Linked DNA regions of Macaca mulatta: region 1 is linked to region 2. Evidence: chromatin contacts called from public Hi-C data. All regions are on one chromosome and are shown on one strand. Each heading gives the region's core, a stretch centred on a gene start, on an enhancer-like site or on the middle of the called end of the contact. The rest is flanking DNA. Distances are from core to core; before and after follow the strand shown. Region 1 holds the start of GPX4 (glutathione peroxidase 4). Region 2 holds the start of TMEM259 (transmembrane protein 259).

The links. Hi-C and Micro-C count contacts between places; a contact is called where the count stands out from the background.
Region 1: a contact with region 2 is called in a Hi-C map of fetal cortex germinal zone, with 4 times the contacts expected there. The contact joins the promoter of GPX4 here to the promoter of TMEM259 in region 2. A contact is called at or near these places in 2 of 14 Hi-C or Micro-C datasets (cortical neurons and fetal cortex germinal zone).

Annotation. Positions count from the first base shown.
Region 1 is chr19:1,762,731-1,768,997 of T2T-MMU8v2.0, forward strand. GPX4 (glutathione peroxidase 4) reads left to right here and starts at 4,561. Exons shown (of 7, transcript NM_001118889.2): 1 at 4,561-4,715; 2 at 5,854-5,948; 3 at 6,036-6,180. The coding sequence starts at 4,632.
Region 2 is chr19:1,681,341-1,687,836 of T2T-MMU8v2.0, forward strand. It overlaps TMEM259 (transmembrane protein 259), which reads right to left and starts at 1,831. Exons shown (of 10, transcript XM_077978754.1): 1 at 1,461-1,831. The coding sequence starts at 1,685. LOC114674230 (U6 spliceosomal RNA) reads left to right here and starts at 2,212; the gene lies at 2,212-2,318.

The sequences.
Region 1 (6,267 bases), core at 3,311-5,810, 84 kb after region 2:
GTCTGTAATCCCAGCACTTTGGGAGGCCTAGGCGGGTGGATCACCTGAGGTCGGGAGTTTGAGACCAGCCTGACCAACATGGAGAAACTCCGTCTCTACTAAAAATACAAAATTAGCTGGGCGTGGTGGCGCATGCCTGTAATCCCAGCTACTTGGCAGACTTAGGCAGGAAAATTGCTTGAACCCAGGAGGTGGAGGCGCAGTGAGCTGAGATCGCACCTTCGCACTCCAGCCTGGGCAACAAGAGGAAAACTTCGTCTCAAAAGAAAAAAAAACACGCCAGGCGCAGTCGCTCACGCCTGTACTACCAGCACTTTGGGAGGCCGAGGTAGGCAGATCACAAGGTCAGGAGATCGAGACTATCCTGGCTAACACGGTGAAACCCCGTCTCTATTAAAAATACAAAAATTAGCCGGGTGTGGTGGCGGGTGCCAGTAGTCCCAGCTACTTGGGAGGCTGAGGCAGGAGAATGGTGCGAACCCGGGGGGCAGAGCTTGCAGTGAGCCGAGATCGCGCCACTGCACTCCAGCCTGGGAGACACAGCGAGACTCCATCTCAAAAAAAAAAAAAGAAAAGAAAAAGAATTCTGGAACTAGATAGAGGTGATGGTCTCATAACATTGAGGCGATGGTCTCATAACTGTGCACATCCTAAAAACACTGAATTGTACACTTTAAAGTGGTTAAAATATTGAATTTCATATGTATTTTGTTTTAATTTCAAAACTTTTTTTTTTTTTTTTGAGACAGAGTTTTGCTGTATCCTCCCAGGCTGGAGTGCAGTGGCATGATCTCGGCTCACTGCAACCTCCCACTCCCGGGTTCAAGCAATTCTCCTGCCTCAGCCTCCAGAGTAGTTGAGATTACAGGTGCCTGCTGCCACGTCCTGCTAATTTTTTTTTTTTTTTTTTTTTTGAGATGGAGTCTCACTCTGTCTCCCAGGCTGGAGAGAAAAGGTGCAATCTCGGCTCACTGCAACCTCCACCCTCTGGGTTCAAGAAATTCTCCTGCCTCAGCCTCTCCAGTAGCTGGGATTACAGCGCACACCACCACGACCAGCTAATTTTTGTATTTTTAGTACAGACGAGCTTTCTCCATGTTGGTCAGGCTGGTCTCGATCTCCTGACCTCATGATCCGCCCTCCTTGGCCTCCCAAAGTGCTGGGATTACAGGTGTGAGCCACCGTGCCCAGCCCTAATTTTTGTATTTTTAGTAGAGACACAGTTTCCCCATGTTGGCCAGGCTGGCCTCAAACTCCTAATCTCAGGTGATACACCTGCTTCAGACCCCCAAAGTGCTGGGATTACAGATGTGAGCCACCGCACCCAGCCCCCAATTTTTTCTTTTTGAGACAGAGTCTTGCTCTGTCGTCCAGGCTGGAGTGCAGTGGCAGGATTTTGGCTCACTGCAAGCTCTGCCTCCTGGGTTCACGCCATTCTCCTGCCTCAGTTGCCTGAGTAGTGGGACTACAGGCGCCGCCACCACGCCCAGCTAATTTTTTGTATTTTTAATAGAGATGGGGTTTCACCGTGTTAGCCAGGATGGTCTCCATCTCCTGACCTCATGATCCACCCACCTCAGCCTTTTAAAGTGCTGGGATTACAGGCGTGAGCCCCTGTGCCCAGCCAAAAAGTTTCTTTTTTTTTTTTTTTGAGACAGAGTCTCGCTGGGTCGCCTAGGCTGGAGTGCGGTGGCGCGATCTCGGCTCACTGCAAGCTCCGCCTCCTGGGTTCGCGCCATTCTCCTGCCTCAGCCTCCCGAGTAGCTGGGAATACAGGTGCCCGCCACCACGCCTGGCTAATTTTTTGTATTTTTTTTAGTAGAGAGGGGGTTTCACCGTGTTAGCCAGGATGGTCTCGATCTCCTGACCTTGTGATCCGCCCGCCTCGGCCTCCCAAAGTGCTGGGATTACAGGCGTGAGCCACCGCACTCGGCCCAAAAAGTTTTTAAAAAAGAAATCAAGCCACAGGACAGCCCCTGCCCCAGTCCTTCCTGGTGCCAGGGGCTGCTCTAGAAAGATCTATGGCAACACAGCTTCCTGCAGGGACACTCAAGAACTTCCGCCCTCACAGGGAAGCCTTGCTGGGGTCTTGAGAGGTCCCCAAGTCTTCATTTCCCTGTTTGTGAAATGGGGTCACTCTGGGAAAAGTTGAGAAACCCCCAGGGCAAATCTCTCAGAACCTGGGAGCCCGTTCTCAGATCCGAGGTCACGACCCCGTGTTTTGCCCACTTCTGCCCTTATCACAACTGGCAGGAAGTCAGGAACGGGATAAGGTTTCTCCGCCGAGCTGTGGGTGCTGAGCTGTTTTTCTGGCAACCCTGAGATAAACACCGGTTTCAGCGCACACGTTTGCAACCAACTTATGGAAAACAACTCTGGCAACATTGCAAACAGCTGAGCCTCTGCAAGGGCAGGAACAGATTCGCCAGTGTGGCCCTGTCACCCGGCACTGCCAGGGCGGGAGGAAATGGGGGGGTTTCCTGAGAAGTGAGACAATGGGGGTTGACTCCAAGAACTCGGCCTCTGGGGGCTGGGCGGGAGCAAAGCCATGTGAACAGGCTTATGCAAGACCTGGATTCTGCCAGCCCAGCTCAGGGATCCTTGCTTCACTGCCTTTGCCACTCAACTCCATCTACAAGGCCTCTGTGCTGCATCTAGCAGGCCTGAGTCGGGGGCAGTGGCGGGGACTGGCTCATAGGTCCCACCCCAAATCAACCCAGCCCTGAATCTGTCTCTGAAAAAATTTACTCAATGCAGGGTCAGAAAACGTTAAGACCTTGAAGGCAACATAAAAATCTAGGCAGGGTAGGTAGAGTGGCTCACGCCTGCGATGCCAGCACTTTGGGAGGCTGAGGCAGGTGGATCACCTGAGGTCAGGAGTTCAAGACCAGCCTGAGCAACATGGTGAAACCCTGTCTCTACTAAAAATACAAACATTAGCTGGGCTTGGTAGCACGCGCCTGTAATCCCAGCTACTCAGGAGACTGAGGCAGGAGAATCGCTTGAACCCGGAAGGCAGAGGTTGCAGTGAGCTGAGATGGAGACACTGCACTCCAGCCTGGGTAACAGACCAAGACTCCTTCACACACACACACACACATTCCAAACCCCTGTCTGTACAGGGGTCAAAGTCTAATCACGGTGACTCAGTTCCCAAGTATGAGATGAGTGTCTCTGTTGCCAAATGTCCAAGCCACAAAGTGAAAAACAGAGTTGGAAGCCAAGATGTGGGGTGGTATGGGCTCTGGGTGTGCCCACACCTCGTAATGTTAGAAGCGTAAGAAAACCCTCCAGACTTGTGTTTATTTTCTGAGTACACACCGCGCGTCCCTGCGTGGGCAGCTGTCTCTGGGGTGGGATCCCAGGAAACTCCAGGTTCTCAGTTAAATGGTAACTGTCTCCATGACTCTCAGGTCCCAGTGCCCACATGTTATGTAAGCGGCTTGGCAACCAGACCCAGAGGTGGGGAGTCACTGACACCCCTGTGCCCACGGCAGGAGTGAGGGCAGGGACACCCCCATGCCCTCTCTGGGCACCCTCATAAGATGGGACTGTGATGAGGAGCAGACCTCAGTTTGGTTTCATTTACATTAAAAAGGCAAATCCCTCGGCCGGATGCGGTGGTTCACACCTGTAATCCCAGCACTTTGGGCGGCCGAGGTGGGCACATCACATGAGGTCAGGAGTTTGAGATCAGCCTGGCCAACATGGTGAAACCCTGTCTCTACTAAAAATACAAAAAAATTAGCTGGGTGTGGTGGCTCGCTCCTGTAATCCCAGTTACTCAGGAGGCTGAGTCAGGAGAATCGCTTGAACCCGGTGGGCGGAGATTGTGGTGAGACGAGGTCGCACCACTGCACTCCAGCCTGGGCAAAAGAGCAAAACTCTGTCTCAAAAAAAAAAAAAAAAAAAAAAAAAAGGCAAATCCCGGCCGGGCCTGTGGCTCACACCTGTGATCCCAGCAGTTTGGGAAGCTGAGGCTGGAGGATCACTTGAGGTCAGGAGTTTGAGACCAGCCTAGGCAACATAGTGAGACACCCATGTCTTTACAATAATTAGCCAGGAATGGTGATGATGAGCTGGGATGAGCCTGTTGTCCCAGCTGCTCGGGAAGCAGAGGCGGGAGGTTCGCTTGAGACTGGGAGGTCGCGGCTGCAGTGTGCCCTGATCGTGCCACTGCACTTTAGCTTGGGCAACACAGCAAGACCCCGTCTCTTAAAAAAAAAAGGTAAACGAGTTGGGGAGACTTTTCTGCCAGTTGGAGAAACGCCCTCGACGAGTCTTAAGTAGCATTCTCAAGTTGTCTGGCCTGCCGCCGCGCTGCGGTCAACCATCCGGAGTACCGTGCGCTGCCTCCCAACGCGTCGCCTGCGTAGACGCGGCCGCCTGCGCGCAAGCGAGCATGCGCAGTCGCCGACAACAGTTCGCACGTCCGGTCCCGCCCCCTTCCCCGCCTTTTTCCCCTTCCGGCCTCCCATTGGCTGGCATCGGCGCGAGGGCTCAACACCGACGCGGCTGACCAGTGAGCGCTCCGGAGGGCGTGGCCGTGGGAGGGGAGGTGCGGAGAGCCGACGCGCGTCCATTGGTCGGCTGGACGAGGGGAGGAGCCGCTGGCTCCCAGGCCCGCCGCGATGAACCTCGGCCGCCTTTGCCGCCTGCTGAAGCCAGCGCTGCTCTGTGGGGCTCTGGCCGCGCCCGGCCTCGCCGGTACCATGGTGAGCGGGCGCCGAGGCTGTTGCCTGCCCGGTTACCGTTGGGGCGGGCGCGCGATCCCCGTCTCCGCTCGCCGGCGCGGGGAACCCTCGGGCTCCCGTGACCTTGGTGGGGGGCGTCTGGGTGGCTCCCCCTCCCCACCCCCGGCCGGGCGCGGACGCGGGTGACCGCACTGCGACGCGCTCCGTGGCCCTCCAGGCCGTTGCGGGCACGCGGGCTGGGTTCGGGGAAGGGGAAGGGGCTGTTCAATGCGCGCGGGTCGGGGTCCGGGAAGGGGCTGTCCAGGCCGTTGCGAGCGCGCGGGCTGGGGTCGGGGAAGTGGAAGGGGCTGTTCCACGCGCGCGGGTCGGGGTCGGGGAAGCGGCCGTCGAAGCCGTTGCGGGCGCGCGCGCCGGGGTCGGGGTCCCGGCTTGCAGGGGGCGGGGTCCGGGACGGCTGGGGCGGAGCTGGGCCGTTGGGGGCCACGGGTGGGTGTCTCCGGGCCGAGCGGGGCTGCTGCGCCCGAGCGGTTGTGGGTGCAGAGGGCTGGAAACCCCGGATCACGCGCCCCCGGGCGCCGCCCCGCCCCCGCGGCTTGGCCTAGCTTGGTGGCGTCACAGTCGCACAGTCCTGACTTCGGCCTCCGGGCCTTTGTCCCCGGCAGCGGCGCTCGGGGTGGGGGAGCCAGGCGGGGCGGGAGACGGGCGGGTATGGGCCGCGCGGGCGCAGGCTCCTCCAGGCGCCGCAGGCAGCGGTGCCAGAGCCGGGGCAGACGGCGGCCGCGAGCCCCTCGACGGCGGAAGGCCCCAGCGTGCAGGCGCAGGAGGGCGCGGCGCCGGCGGAAGGAGCCCTGTCCCCGCAGCTTGGGACCGGAGATCCACGAATGTCCCGAATCCCAGGACCCGGTGCGCGCGGGGCCCTCACACCTGCTGCTGTGGCACTTTTTGGGGTTGGAACCTTCTCTCGGTCTCCGGGTTTCCGGTAAAACGGGACCAGAGGCACAAGGAGGCGTGTGCGTTTGAGGAGGAGGAGCGTTCAGGTTTTCAGGGCCCCAGGGCTCCGGTGTCCCCGCCACCGACCCGCTCCGCATCCCTTCCTGCCCCAGGGCCCCCGGCTCGGCCTCCCGTCCATGCTCCCTGCTCAGCCCCCTTTGCCTTGCAGTGCGCGTCCCGGGACGACTGGCGCTGTGCGCGCTCCATGCACGAGTTTTCCGCGAAAGACATCGACGGGCACATGGTTAACCTGGACAAGTACCGGTGGGCGCTCGCCTGCGGTGGGGCGCATGGCCGGGGCCTGGGAGGGGGCCCTGGTCTTCTGCGCTTGACCCCCGCCGACTCTTGCAGGGGGTTCGTGTGCATCGTCACCAACGTGGCCTCCCAGTGAGGCAAGACCGAAGTGAACTACACTCAGCTCGTCGACCTGCACGCCCGATACGCTGAGTGCGGTTTGCGGATCCTGGCCTTCCCATGTAACCAGTTCGGGAAGCAGGTGGGCGGCTGCTGCGTTCCCGGGGCCCGCAGAGGCCGGTGGGTGGGGGTGGGCTGTGGCCTTGCAGAGGCCGATGGGTGGGGGTCA
Region 2 (6,496 bases), core at 581-3,080:
CAGCACACATCCTCCACAAAGCTAAGGACAGAGCGGCTCCATCCTGGACCCAGGCTACTCCATGGAAGGAAAACCCACGTCCACAGACCAGCCTCCGTCCACAGTTTCAGGTCCCGTCTGTGGACCCCAGAGCAGGGAAAGGCCGCCTGCCCGAGTAACCCTTCACAGTCCTGCTCTGATGCCCAGAGGCAACCACGCCACTCTGGGGGGCTGCAGGGAGGAAGAAGGTGGGAAGGATGACGGGCTGAGCTCTGGCCTGGGGAGGCCACAGATCTGGAGGCTAAGGGGCCTCCCTTGAGGCGGCGGTAGGCTGGGACCCACACGCAGGTCTGCAGGACGGCCAAGCTCCAGCTCCACCTGCTGAGCCCAAAAGAGCAGCCGGCTCCTGACCAACAGGCCTGGCCCGCCAGAGTCAGCCCCCTCTCTGCAGACTAGCTCCAAAAAGCTCACGGCGCAAGTTCAGCACCCCCCAAGCCCCAGCACTGCGGTGTTCTGATGCAAAACAAAAACGGCCATGTCTCCATTTCCCCAGGTGGTCCAGGACCCCGGCCAACTTGTTTTCTGAGTGGCTGCACCTGCTGCTGAGCCCCTCCTGTCACCCAAGACAGACTCCTTCTCAGAGGGACTCAGGCCAGTCCTGCATGGCTGAGACCTCTGTGCCATCTGAGAAGGGCAGGAGGGGGACAGAGGCCAAGACGCAGAGGTCGGTGCCTCATACAGGAGGCACGGGAGACAGACCTGAACTCCTGGGTCAGGAAGGGGATGGGGACCAAGCGGAGGAGGCCGGGGATGGGCTGGAACGCTGCTGCCGGTGACTTTGCCGCTAACCCTAGGGAGGTGACCTCAGCTAAGTCACATTCTCCTGAGGCTCAGGAGAGGGGAACGAGGTGGGGGCAGGTGGAAGCCTACAAGGAGGGAGAGAGCCCCACCAGGAGGAAGAGTGGGGAGTGGACTTCCAGGACTGGGGCTGGTCCAAGGGAGCCCTGGGTCAGACTGGGTTCTGGGCCAGCACACGGGGAGTGGAAAGAGGCCTGGGGACTGAGGGTCACAGGCGGCAGAGTCAGGGGTCAAAGGGCGGGAGGTGCTCCGTCGCAGGCCAGGACCGGGCTCCAAGCCTGGGTAGATAGGGACCTGGGAAAGGCGGTCGCCGGGGACAGGATGGTCCCTGGAGGGGGCTGAGATGGAGGTTTCCAGAGAACAGCGGCTTCTAGTGCAGTGGCAACCGGCCTTCCCGGGTGTACGTCCCCGGGCGGGATGGGGTCACGAGACGGTGTCCCTGGCCAATCCCAGGGTCAGAGGTCGCGAGGGAGGACCCTAACCGGTAGGGTCGGATCTAGGCCTCGGGGTGCAGGGTGGCGCTCGGTGTCCCCAGCGAGGCCAGGGGCCGCAGTCGCAGGTCGCAGACATGGGGGTCAGGCCGGGCGCTGGGGTCAAGGGTCGGGGGTCGGCGCCGCGGTCACCTTGAGCAACACGAAGAACTCGAAGAGACGGCGGAAGGCGGGCGGGAAGAGCCGCGAATAGGTGACAGCCATCTTGAAGAACAGCGCGTGGAACAGCCGGTCGCGCACGTTGATGAGGGGGTTGGGGTTGAGGTTGGGGGTGCGAGGCCCGCGCGCAGGGGCCGGGCCGCCGCCGCCGCCGTTGGGCCCGGGCCCCGGAGCTCCGGGCGCCGCGTGCTCCGACATGCCGCCCAGCGTCGCGCCCTAACGGCCCGCAGGTGTCCGAGGGCGCCTCCCGGCCGCCATCGGCCGCCCTTACCGCCGCCGCGCTCCTTACGGCCGCCCGGCCGCTGCCGCCATCTTCCGCCTCCTCGTCCTGCTGCGGCCCTGCTGACGCTAGCGAGTCGCCACGCCGGGCAAGAGCGGCCCCCCTGCGCCTGCAGGGAACGCTGGGATACCAGCGGCCGCCCGGGGAAGCTTCATCCCCGCCCTGGCCTGCGCCAGGGGGCGAGGCTACATCCGGCCCACCACTTTTGCATATTGCACCCACAATCCACCGCGTCTAGGAGGCCAGTATAAGACGGTAAAATTTTGATAAAATATGGGATTTTGCGTGACGGAAGACACTCAAAGTAAGTGCAAGCAGAGAATTTATTTGGCAATATACAACTGTAGGAAGTTATGCTAAACATAAGACTGACCATAAGTTCTCCTAACTGTAAGGTAATTAGTTTGAAGGCCTTTAAATAACCGTAGCTGGAACTTTTGAGTCGTGCTCGCTTCGGCAGCACATATACTAAAATTGGAACGATACAGAGAAGATTAGCATGGCCCCTGCGCAAGGATGACACGCAAATTCGTGAAGCGTTCCATATTTTTGCTTATAGTCCGCAGCTGGTCAGCTCGTTTTGCTTCCCTTCCCCGGACTCCCCGGATGTCCATCTCCCCTGGCACCAGAGGTTGGCGATAGGACAATCTGGCCGTCCCCACTCAAGCACCTGCCCCTGTAGCCCTCGGGCAACAGTAAGTAAATGCTCTTCAGGGGCACGTATTGAGTCCCTCCTGCCTACATAAGAGGATACTACGGTTTCTGTTTTTGGGTTTTTTTTGTTTGAGACGGATTCTCGCTCCGTCACCCAGGCTGGAGTGCAGAAGCGCGATCTCGGCTCTCTGCAACCTCCGCCTCCCGGGTTCAAGCGATTCTCCTGCCTCAGCCTCCCAAGTAGCTGGGATTACAGGCATGCGCCACCGCGCCCAGCTCATTTTGTATTTTTGGTAGAGACTGGGTTGCTCCATGTTGGTGAGGCTGGTCTCGAACTCCCAACCTTAGGTGATCTGCCCGCCTCAGCCTCCCAAAGTGCTGGGATTACAGGAATGAGCCACAACGCCCGGTCTAGACAGGGTTTTTTGTAGATCCATGTTGCCTATGGTCTGAACTCTTGAGCTCAAGCAATCTGCCAGCGTCAGCCTCCCAAAGTGCTGGGATTACAGGTGTGACCCACCAAGCCCACCCAAAAAAAAGTTTTGGTTTTTGTTTGTTTGTTTTGACACAGAGTCTCACTGCCGCCCAGGCTGGAGTGCAGTGGCGTGATCTTGGCTCACTGCAACCTCCGCCTCTTGGGTTCAAGCAATTCTCGGCCTCAGCCTCCTGAATAGCTGGGATTACGGGCGCCCGCCACCACGCCCAGCTAATTGTTTTATATTTTTAGTAGAGACAGGGTTGAACTCCTGACCTCGTGATCCACCTGCCTCGGCCTCCCAAAGTGCTGGGGTTACAGGCGTGAGCCACCCCACCTGGCAGAGAAGGGGTTTCACTGTGTTAGCCAGGATGGTCTCCATCTGCTGACCTCGTGATCCGCCAGTCTCGGCCTCCCAAAGTGCTGGGATTACAGGCGTGAGCCATGGCGCCTGACCTGTTAATTTTTATTTTTTAGAGACAAGGTCTCACTCAGTCACCCAAGCTGGAGTGTAGGGATATGATCATGGCTCACTGCAGCCTCCACCTCCTGGGCTCAAGCAATCCTCCCACCTCAGCCTCCCAAGTAGCTGGGATTACAGGCATGCATCATCATTCTCAGCTAATTTTTTTTTTTTTTTTTTGAGACGGAGTCTCGCTCTGTCGCCCAGGCTGGAGTGCAGTGTCGCGATCTTGGCTCACTGCAAGCTCCGCCTCCCGGGTTCCCGCCATTCTCCTGCCTCAGCCTCCTGAGTAGCTGGGACTACAGGCGCCCGCCACCACGGCCGGCTAATTTTTTGTATTTTTAGTAGAGACGGGGTTTCACCGTGGTCTCGATCTCCTGACCTTGTGATCCGCCCGCCTCGGCCTCCCAAAGTGCTGGGATTACAGGCGTGAGCCACCGCGCCCGGCCTCTCAGCTAATTTTTTAAAACATTTTTTGAGGTCAGGAGATCAAGAACATCCTGGATAACAGGGTGAAACCCCGTCTCTACTAAAACATTGTAAAAAATTAGCTGGGCGTGGTGGCAGGCGCCTGTACTCGGGAGTCTACTCGGGAGGCTGAGGCAGGAGAATGGCGTGAACCTGGGAGGCAGAGCTTGTAGTTGAGCCGAGATCGTGCCACTGCACTCCAGCCTGGGTGACAGAGAGAGAGACTCTGTCTCAATAAAATAAAATAAATAAAATAAAATAAAATAATGTATTTGCTTCCCTGATGGCACCAGCCACACTTCCAGTGCTCGGCGGCCCCGTGGCCAGTGGCTACAGTAGTAGACAGTGCCACATTAAAAATTTCCTTCGTCTCAAAATAACAGAAATGGTCAGCACTAATCTAAAATGAGATTCGTCGGCTAGCTGCAGTGGCTCACGCCTGTAATCGCAGCACTTTGGGAGGCTGAGGCGGGTGGATCACCTGAGGTCAGGGGTTTGAGACCAGCCTGGCCAACATGGCCAAATCCCATTTCTACTAAAAATAAAATAAAATAAAATGTGTCAAATTCCTACTCATGCTTCAAAACCCCATCTCCCTTGCCTCCTCTTACATGCAGCTTTCCTTGATTCCTCCAACAGAGCCCCAACTCTCCCTCCATGTTCCTCCAGCCCCAAGCCTCTCATTCTGTCCTGTACTTGCTCATATAGCGAAACAGGGTGTGGGGGTCCGCTTGTGCCGGCTCATACAGGGAATCTGGGTTGGGGGTCAGCCTGTGCCAGCTCTGTCTTCCTGGGCATGGGTTGGGCCAGAGCTAAGGTCTCCTGAGAGCCGGCACTGCCTGACAGGAGACTGTACCGGAAACTTTTTTTTTTTTTTTTCTGAGACAGAGTCTCGCTCTGTTGCCCAGGCTGGAGTGAGTGGCACAATCTCGGCTCACTGCAAGCTCCGCCTCCCAGGTTCACGCCATTCCCCTGCCTCAGCCTCCCGAGTAGCTGGAACTACAGGCGCCCGCCACCTCGCCCAGCTAATTTTTTGTATTTTTTTTTTAGTAGAGACGGGGTTTCACCGTGTTAGGATGGTCTCGATCTCCTGACCTTGTGATCCACCCGCCTCGGCCTCCCAAAGTGCTGGGATTACAGGCGTGAGCCACCGCGCCCAGCTGTACCGGAAACTTTTTAATAATTTATTATTATTAGTTTTTGAGATGGAGTGTCACTGTGTCGCCCAGGCTGGAGTGCAGTGGCGCGATCTCGGCTTACTACAACCTCCGCCTCCTGGGTTCAAGTGATTCCTCCCACCTCAGCCTCCTCAGTAGCTGGCATTACAGGCATGTGCCCCCATGCCCAACTAATTTTTGTTTTTTTAGTAGAGACGGAGTTTCGCCATATTAGCCAAGCTGGTCTGGAACTCCTGACCTCAAGTGATCTGCCTGCCTCGGCCTCCCAAAGTGCTGGGATTACATGCATGAACCACCCGGATTTTTATATTTATTTTTATTTATTTATTTATTTATTTATTTATTTATTATTTTTGAGACAGAGTCTGTCGCCCAGGCTGGAGTGAGTGGCGCGATCTCAACTCACTGCAAGCTCCACCTCCCGGTTTCTTTTTTTTTTTTTTTTTTTTTGAGACTGAGTCTCGCTCTGTCGCCCAGGCTGGAGTGCTGTGGCCGGATCTCAGCTCACTGCAAGCTCCGCCTCCCGGGTTCCCGCCATTCTCCTGCCTCAGCCTCCCGAGTAGCTGGGACTACAGGCATCCGCCACCTCGCCCGGCTAATTTTTTTGTATTTTTTTAGTAGAGACGGAGTTTCACCGTGTTAGCCCGGATGGTCTTGATCTCCTGACCTCGTGATCCGCCCGTCTCGGCCTCCCAAAGTGCTGGGATTACAGGCTTGAGCCACCGCGCCCGGCCGCCGCCTCCCGGTTTCGCCATTCTCCTGCCTCAGCCTCTCGAGTAGCTGGGATTACAGGCACCGGCCACCGCGCCCGGCTAATTCTTTTGTATTTTTTGTAGAGACGGGGTGTCACCACGTTAGCCAGGATGGTCTCGATCTCCTGACCTTGTGATCCACCCGCCTCGGCCCCCCCAAAGTGCTGGCATTACAGGCGTGAGCCACCGCGCCCGGTCTTGTTTATTGATTGTTTTATTTTTATTTATTTATTTTTTTATTGATTTTTAAAGACAGGCTCTTGCTCTGTTGCCCAGGCTGCTGGAGCGCAACGTTGTGATAACTCACTCCAGCCTCGACCTCCTGGCCTCAACGGATCCTCTCCCTTCGGCCTCAGCTTCCCAAGTAGCTAGAACTCCAGGTGCAAGCTACCGCACCCAGTAAGAATCCTATTCTCTTTTGGACTAACAAACTCCTACTCATCCATCAAAGCCCCAGCTCCAAAGGCCCCTTCTCCTGGCCTGGTTCCCTAGTCCACCTCCCAGCTAGTAGAGCTCCCTGGGAAGGGGTTAGACGCCTCTAAGTGGCAGAGAGAGGCCCTCATTCCTGCCCCAAAGGAAGCCTTCTCCCCTCCCCTGTGTGGCAGAAGAGGAGTCGGAGACGGAGAAAGAGGGAGAGCCGCCCAGGAGCTCTGAGCAGGGAGCCGGCAGGAGCGCCACGTCCGGGCGGCCTTGGTCCCTCCCTGCCTCAGTTTCCCGTGGCGTCAAAGCGGGCGAGCGC